3 separate regions of the Rattus norvegicus genome follow, and all the other regions are linked to region 2. The links are chromatin contacts, called in public Hi-C maps. All regions are on one chromosome and are shown on one strand. Each heading gives the region's core, a stretch centred on a gene start, on an enhancer-like site or on the middle of the called end of the contact. The rest is flanking DNA. Distances are from core to core; before and after follow the strand shown.

Region 1 (2,700 bases), core at 200-2,699, 330 kb before region 2:
CCAAGGACGAAGATAAGATTTTTTTTTCCTGCTGTCTCACAAGAAGGTCAAACTGGGTCTACGTAGACCAAATATTTATGACATGCCTGAGTGTGCAGCTCCCTAATGACAAATGTGTGATGATGTGACACAGGGAAAGATTTTTTTTGCGACAGTAATGTTGACTGTCTGAGTTGTGCATTTACTTAAGCTGTGTTGCTGGGAAGCAAGAACCTGGTTCTTCCTGAAGAGACACATTTCCCAGTGAGTGAGGTCACACTCGGAGGCATACACTCCAAGCTCAGCACAGCCAGGTACAAAGGCACCATAGAACCAGAAAGAATAGGCCATTCTTGTACAAGCCTGAGAGAGCTTCATTCCAAGCCTTTGTTTGCATCAAATAAATACATTTATTAAATAAAGCATCAAATAATTGGCCCGTGGGTGTGACTCAATCAGTAGAATGTTTGCCTCACATGCAGTCAGCCCTGAGTTCTGTTACCAGCGATATGATCATAAATCAGATATGGCGGTGCATACCTGTAATGGCGCACTTGGGAGGTGGGGGCGGAGGATCCAGAGTTCAAATCTATCTTCAGCTGTACAGAGAGTGAGAAGCCAACTTAGGCTATATAAGACTGTCTGAAAAAATCAGAAAAATATCAAATAATAAGTCGAAATTTGATAGGAGAATACTTTAAAAATCTGTACACTATACCTGTAGTTGGTTTATAGAAAGATAAAAAAAATTCATTTGCACGCTACCAACATGCAAAATGTCAGTTATCATAAGAAGCAGCAACTAAGAGAACCACGAGGGAGGCTGGAAAATCTGTGTGGTGTTCTTTTCTGTCTCTTTACTGCTTACAGCAAGTGCGTCTCACTCAGTGAAAGTTCAAAGATCTAAGCTACCTTTGATACTTAGAGATGCCAGCATACAGATCTGATAAAATTTTCATTTTCAAATTTCATGTATACATGTCATAAGGATTACACACACACACACACACACACACACACACACACACATACACACACACATCTGTTCCCTGAAGCTGTTGCTTCCATTTTTTTTTAAAAAGAAAGATGTGTTTTCTTTCTCCTGATTTCAAAAGCCTTAGGAGCAAAACAATGCCTTGATTTCATTTGCGGTGAGCTCCTAGCATGTCCTGTAGTGTTTTTGAGTAACTGGAAACCTGTTCTTGCTACAGTGCCATGCTTTCGGCTCCCTGCAGCAGGCAGGGATCATGTCATGTTTCTGCCCTAAGAGCCAGATGTGTGAGAGGCAAATCAATAACATTGAAGCATTTAACAAACCAGGTAATGCAGGATTCCTGATAGTCCCCAGATATGAGCACCCCAAGTCCCTTCTATCTCTCCCTATTTAATAGTTCTGTGACACTGTGTGTGGAGGGACTTGAAACATGACTGCTTCAGAAGCCACTGGGCTTCGCAATCTGGGGAGATGAGGTCCTAGATCAGGAGAGATTTCACAAGGACCAGGCTGTAGCCAAAGACAAACACTGAACCACCTCATCAGTGTTGGATGAAGTGCAGCTGGCAAAATGGCAATTCCAAACAGCAGAAGGAGCTCAAAGTACAAAGCCAGGCCAGATGCCTTCTTCTACCACAGCAGGCACAGGGGCCCTTTAGTCTCAAGCTTGCCAAAATGATTATAGTGGATATTTATCAGGCAAAAAATGGATTGTGTCCTTCATGATTTGCTTTGATTTTTAATCTCTGGAAACTTTGCAGTGAAGGAAAGCAAATTGTGAAAAGAGTTACACAATTTATTCTTTGTCACCAAGTAAATAACAGCATAGCAGTTCAAATGTAGACTCTTCTGTCTCCAATAAATAAATGTAGCTAGTATACCTTCCGATGAAGCTTCCTCATCTGTGAAAGCTGACTGAAAATGAGAATGTCTCTAAACTTTGCAGTTCTATGCCAGCAGGATGACTTCCATGGGTAAAGGTGTTTGCTACCACACTTGACAACTTGTATGTGACATGTGGGACCCATGTGGTGGAAGGAGAGAGCCAACTTTTTGAACCTCCACCATGGACTGTGCCATACGCATCACACACACACACACACACACACACACACACACACACACACAAATACATGAAATAGAAATAACTTAAAACACAATAAGCTCAGACCCTCTAAGAATGCAGAATTTACTTATCATAGAGACTTCACCTCAGAGAATGGCCAATCTATTCAGCCAATAATACCCAAAAAGGAAAATTAGAGACTATAATACCAATAAACACTTGAAAGGCGAATGGTGAATTATATACAAGCATGGGGGAAAACATTGATAAATGAAATAATTAGCACTGGAAAATAAGTTAGGATGCAGCCTGGAAAGGAAGAAAGACCTTTCTCGTTACAGTATGAGTGAGGCTGTTCCCTAGCATTCAGGAGGACCTTCCATAAATATCTATAATACTCTACAATAGGTTCTGGCTATGATACCCCTAATGCCAATTTTTTGAGCAATTTTAAACTACTTCATTCTGTAGAATAGAAAAAGTAATAAGGCCAGTTTCTTGAAGGACTGATAGGATAATGGCAGATCATAGACATTATAGGGCTTTGAAGAACAAAACACAAAAGGCAAAAAAACGCACTGTGCTTAGTTGGCATACAAGGCTAGGACTGGAGTAAGGAGGACACCAGGAGAATGTAATGTACAGAAAGACCCACCCAAAC
Region 2 (2,700 bases), core at 135-2,634:
ATGGACAAGACACCTGGCATTGCTCAGTTCCTTCTCTGACTTCTCTTTCAGGAGTAATAATTATTTTATTTCTCTGGCCATTCAAACTTGCTGTCCTGTGGTGCCAATGGAGACATTGCAGTCCTTTATGGCAGCACAGCTCCACCAGCTGATAGTAAGCTGCTCTTCTGAGAGAGTTCTGGCCAATGGCACAGGCCACCATAAGGGTGTAATAGGAGTCCAGGCTGGCAAGCCTATTGACCTGCAGGCATGTGGGAGCTGGGCCACAAGAGAAAACATGACTGAACAGTACATCCAGATGTTCTACCAGGAGTAAAGTTTGGAGCTAGGCACGCTTCACCGAGGTTAAATCAATACTAGACATCATTTGCTCCCTGTGCACCTTTATGACGATGAGCCTGCTCCAGGCATCTCATGACTACATCATCCAAAAGTGGCCCAAAGTCTAAGGTACCACCCTCTTCACCAGAAAGCAAACGTCAATGTTTTCCATGAATTAGAGTCCAAATGCCAAACTTGAGAGGAAGCACTTGAATTAATTTGTTAGTTAAGCAGTGTTGACCTGTTCCCCACATATGCTAAGCAAAGAGCACGGGCTCTGGGCAGCTTCCAATCCACTAAATCAAAACCAAGTGTTACGCAGCATGTGTCCCATTCAGGATCTGGTGCTGTTCCTTCCATGTTGTGTTTCATTTCCCAACACCACTACCTGGAAAAAGAAAGCAGGACATAACTGGTCAAAGGCTGTCAGACTGCAGCAAAAACTTGATAAGACCAATGGAGTTCTGCCCTTCTTCGGAACAGCAAAGTGTCCTGGGTGTGGGGGTCATGGATAGAGTAAGTAAAGGATACAGCAGATTCACAAAGCTGGAAGAATATGTTAGACTTCGGGTTGGTCTGTATCACAACATGCTATTCCCTCATGCCCAGAAGAGGTTAACCACTAGACCGAGTCTTGGTGCTTCCCCAGAGTCCTTACACCAGTTTAAGTTTTGTTTGACCTGATCTGAGTTGGTTGTTTTGCTAGGGTCTGCAGTGGTTTGATTTGGTTCAGTTTAATTGGTTCAGTTGTGCTGATTTGGTTTACTTTGGTTTGATCAGGTCTGATTTGGTTTGGTTTAGTTGATCTGTTTTTTGCCTTTGGGCAAGTTGTAACCTTGAACAGAGTGCAGCAAAGGAACACAGGTGGACTGGATTTTCTTTGCTGGTAATTATTGTACAACAAACAAAGCCAGTGTGGAACTCAATGGTTGGAACTTCCCTTAAGGCTCAGGGAACAACCACTGAAGCTTCCAGAATCTGGTCCAGCTGAGTTAGGCAGACTGTGGTCAGTCTTGCGGCTCTGAGCTGTTGCAATGAGCAGGGTGTCAATTAATGGACCAGTTTCAATGCTGACTTCAATGTTGCAACTCAAGCCTGTCACTTACCTGTTTCAGGATCTAATCATTATAAAACACAAGTGAGCTACCTTCAAAAGACCATATCCACAAATATGAAGCAACTTGGTTAGAGATTTTTACATCAGCTGGTCAGTTTAACTACCTAGAACTTGTCCAATGATTAATCCATGTGCTAGGAAAGCAAGATGGGGAACTTTTCACAGAAAGAGAAGAAACCAGGTAGAGCAGGGAGATAGGGAACACAGGAAGGACAGTGGGTGAGAAGAATGCTTGCTAAGAGAACACAGTCTATGTAAGAAAATATCATGGCGAAATCCATTACTCTATGCTAACCTAAGGTATTAACTAAAAGAAACTTCACCAAGAGTTCCTAAACATATATAGTTCATATGAATATCCTGATACACCAGGAGTTTAGGTAGATTTTTATGAAGAAAATAGTGCTTCATTCTTCCAAATAGATGCAAACCTGACAAAAGAAGAATAGTGAAACTGGGTGTAGGACATCCTTCTCTGACCACAAACACCTTTTATCCAGAACTCTGGGGCCCAAGGACTTGCCAGGTCCTTGGACACTGGCAAGATTTCACCTTCAGTTGGTCCACAGAAGTGCGTGAGTCCCTCCAAATGGGAGTACTCAGCACAATAAGAGGGTTTTTTGTGTGCTGAGAATGTGGAAGGAAAGAAAGAGACATGGGTGGAGGGTTTACAGAGTGATTGACATCTCTCTGTCTCTCCATGTGATCCTTGGCTGGAAAATGCCCTCCTGTGCCTGGAAAGCAGGAAGCAGAGCCTTGGAGTGCACGGCTGAGCTCCATTTGCAATGAAGCTCATGTAGAGCTTGTAAATCTCTGTTGGTTAGGGAGAGAAGGAGAAATACTGACTCAGTCACAGGAAACAGATTAAATAAAATTTCCTCCCAGAGAGATGAGGCCAGTTAGCGCTTTCCATTTTGTTCTCCGTTACTTGTGTTTAATATCCAATTCGCTGTATTTCTCTGCGTCCAAGGAGGACCCAAGAGCTGGGAAGGAGCAGCTCAGAGGCAATGCGTCGCCCAGTAGCTGTTCGGCTGTCATTAGCTCCCATGCTCAGCTCCTGGATAGGGCATCTGGACCCAGCGGCTGACCCCACACACATGTTCATTTGAGCAGGGGTAACTGGACTTAGTGGGTATATTTTTATTAGGACATTAAATTGGGAGGAATTGGAAGGTATATAGGGAGCTGGAGAAAGAGGAGTGGATGATAGATATGGCCAAGATAGGCTGTAGAGTATATGAAATTTTCAAAAATAATGTTAA
Region 3 (2,700 bases), core at 16-2,515, 260 kb before region 2:
GGGCAAATGAGAGTGTTAAGCCACATTTCCAAGACCAGCCTTGGAATGTTAATGGAAGTTGACATATACATGACAAAATGCCCACCATGAACAATTTAAGGGATGAAGTCTTGCTTTGGCTCAGTTTCAGGGTTGGGTGAAATGGAACAGCTCACAGTTGAGCATGGAAAGAATGTCTCCACTATAATTCCACCCAACATCACAGGCCGTTGGGTGGTAGACACATATTCACGAATGCCTCCTCACTTGGTTAACCCACCATAAACATACCTCAGGGACACCCCAAGAAATGCACTTGACTGGGCTTCAGGGTAGCGCTCAGTCCAGTCAAGCTGGCCATCTTGCAGATTACCTTTTTCCACTTACTAGCCAAGGAACCCAGAAAAATGTCTTCTTTTGTTCATTTATGGACTTCTAGGAAGTTTTACGTCTTTAGAGTTTGGAGGCAGCCGGGTGGTAGAAAGACTTGACTAGCCTATTTCTGGGCCCTGGGTTTGAGTGTCAGCACTTTCCCCTACACCATACATACATTTGAAGTCACTGAGGTGGTGAAGAACTTCTGAGGGGGGGAGAAATGTCCAATAAGGCTCTGAATGTGTTCTTTAAAGATAAATCGGTCCTTAAAATAATCTTCCTAGGGCTTGGGAGATGGTTCAAGAGGAGCACTGGGTGTTCTCCCTAATGACCTACATTCTGATTTTAAGTCTCTACAGATTCCTTCACCCAAATTGAACATATTCACACAAACACATAAAAACAAAATTTTGAATAGAATGAATGAAATGAATAAAAATTATACAAACTGAATTTTGATAGATTCAGGGTCCACTTTTACAAGAAACTAATAATATAACTGATCAATAAACATTCTTTGTGAAGGACCCTAGGGACTTACACTCACAACCTCAGGTCAAGATTAGGCCAAGTACCAGTTTCCCGCCTTGGGTCAAGGCTAGACCAAGTTCCATTCTCCACTCACAGTTCTTGGGAGAAGCAGGGACATTCTTGAAAAACTGCAGAATGTACTGACTAATAGTTACCTGACCCTCTGGTCCCAAACAGAGTTTGAATGCGTGTCATATGCTTGCTAGCCAATAGATTCAAAGGTCAATATGCTTAGCCAATAAGTTTAAACTGTAACCTTGCTGATGTAACCTTTACCCCTAAAAAGTATAAAAACTGTTATAGCCATTGGGGTCACCTTCTAATCATTCACCATGAGGGGCTGATTAAGGGTTGACCCCAATGCCTTGGAAAAATAAACCTCTTGCAATCAAACTCTGTTCTCATGTCTCACTTGGAGGATCTCCCGGTAGTTAAGACTCACTTCAAGCCTTACAGTTGCAGCATATTAGTTGACATAATTTACTTCTTGTTAATGCATACAAATTAAGATTTCATTTTTACAACCTATGAATTTTAGTTTGATGTCAATTTACAAGAACTTGCCTGTCAGGTGTGATGGGTAAGCTTGATTATCAACTTGATAAGATTTAGAATTCACCATGGAAACAAATCTGTGTCTGTGAGGAAGTTTTTAGATTGACTTTATTAAGGAAGGAAGATCTACTCTCACTGTGGATAGCACTGTCCCCTGGATGGGGTCCTAGGCTGAACTCAGGAGAAAGCAACCCCAGCCACAGCAGTCATCTGTCTCTGCTTCTGGGCTGAGAGATAGGTGCACTGTGACCAGCTGCCTCCAGCCCTTGCTGCCATTGTCTTTTCTGCCATGATAGACTGCACCCTTGGACTCTGAGCCAAAATACACATACCCTTTTGCTTTGTTTCTGTCAGATATTTTGTTTCTGCCACAAGAAAAAATAATTCAGATACTGATGTCTGCCAGGAAACACTTGGGGTTTAGAAAGCATCTAAACCTTAAAAACTGTAACCGTCTTCTGCTCCCCTCATCCCAAGGAGAAATTAGGAAGAGACAATGAGTGAGAAGAATTTTTCAGGTCTCTAAGTGCTCCTGTGTCCTTGAGTAGATTGGAGACGCATATATCTCATTAACTGACAGTACATATTTCAGATCCAAATCCTAGCCTGACTAAGTAGCTACGAGACTGTACAAACTGCTCATCTTTTCCAAGACTCAGTTTCCTCTCCTGCTCAATGAGAGTAATGTTCACAGATGTTTGTGGGACTCGATCTGTGATTCTTATGTAGTGCTAGACTGCCCAGAGCCTAAGAAACCCTCAGGAACTGGAAACTAATAACTGTAATCTGTAATCTGTGGTCTGTAATCCAGGGCATAAGATTCTGCCTGTAAGGTTTCAGGTCAGCTGTTGGAGGGATTCTGCCCACAATCACAGCCAAAGCTTGTGTGGGTGACTTGACCTGAACTAGCTCAGATAGGGACCACACTGCCTTACTCTGACGAACAAAGCCATTCTGTCTGGGGGGAAAAAAACCCTCAAAATCGTATTAAACCTCCAGAAAGCAAGTCAATTAAAGAGTCTTTCTAATCACGAGCTCCATTATAAAAATGAAAATAGCATTTCATTAGAGAAAGCGTCTCAGAAGTTATAATTCTTACTGATGGTGAGGATCTCTCAGGAAAATGACTACGAGTAAGAGACAAGCATCTTTCAAAGTCATCATCTATCCTCAGTTGAATCAACAGGAAATTCATTTCCTTTTCAGAGCCACTGTCCAGCTCATCCCCCCCAAACACTCCATCAACGCCTCAGACAGTCT

Evidence for each region. Hi-C and Micro-C count contacts between places; a contact is called where the count stands out from the background.
Region 1: a contact with region 2 is called in a Hi-C map of liver, with 6 times the contacts expected there. The contact joins two enhancer-like sites. A contact is called at or near these places in 4 of 12 Hi-C or Micro-C datasets (hepatocytes, kidney and liver).
Region 3: a contact with region 2 is called in a Hi-C map of liver, with 4 times the contacts expected there. The contact joins two enhancer-like sites. A contact is called at or near these places in 2 of 12 Hi-C or Micro-C datasets (both in liver).

The regions. Positions count from the first base shown.
Region 1 is chr8:83,938,867-83,941,566 of GRCr8, forward strand. No RefSeq gene overlaps it. Among named protein-coding and RNA genes, the nearest start is that of Wdr72, 200 kb to the left of the region's middle. Within about 2 kb of position 1,450, at least 1 of the 93 cell types and tissues checked has an H3K27ac peak or open chromatin away from gene starts, as enhancers often do. A contact at or near this core is called in liver, where this site is marked.
Region 2 is chr8:84,273,612-84,276,311 of GRCr8, forward strand. No RefSeq gene overlaps it. Among named protein-coding and RNA genes, the nearest start is that of Onecut1, 210 kb to the right of the region's middle. Within about 2 kb of position 1,385, at least 2 of the 93 cell types and tissues checked have an H3K27ac peak or open chromatin away from gene starts, as enhancers often do. A contact at or near this core is called in liver, where this site is marked.
Region 3 is chr8:84,017,431-84,020,130 of GRCr8, forward strand. No RefSeq gene overlaps it. Among named protein-coding and RNA genes, the nearest start is that of Wdr72, 280 kb to the left of the region's middle. Within about 2 kb of position 1,266, at least 1 of the 93 cell types and tissues checked has an H3K27ac peak or open chromatin away from gene starts, as enhancers often do. A contact at or near this core is called in liver, where this site is marked.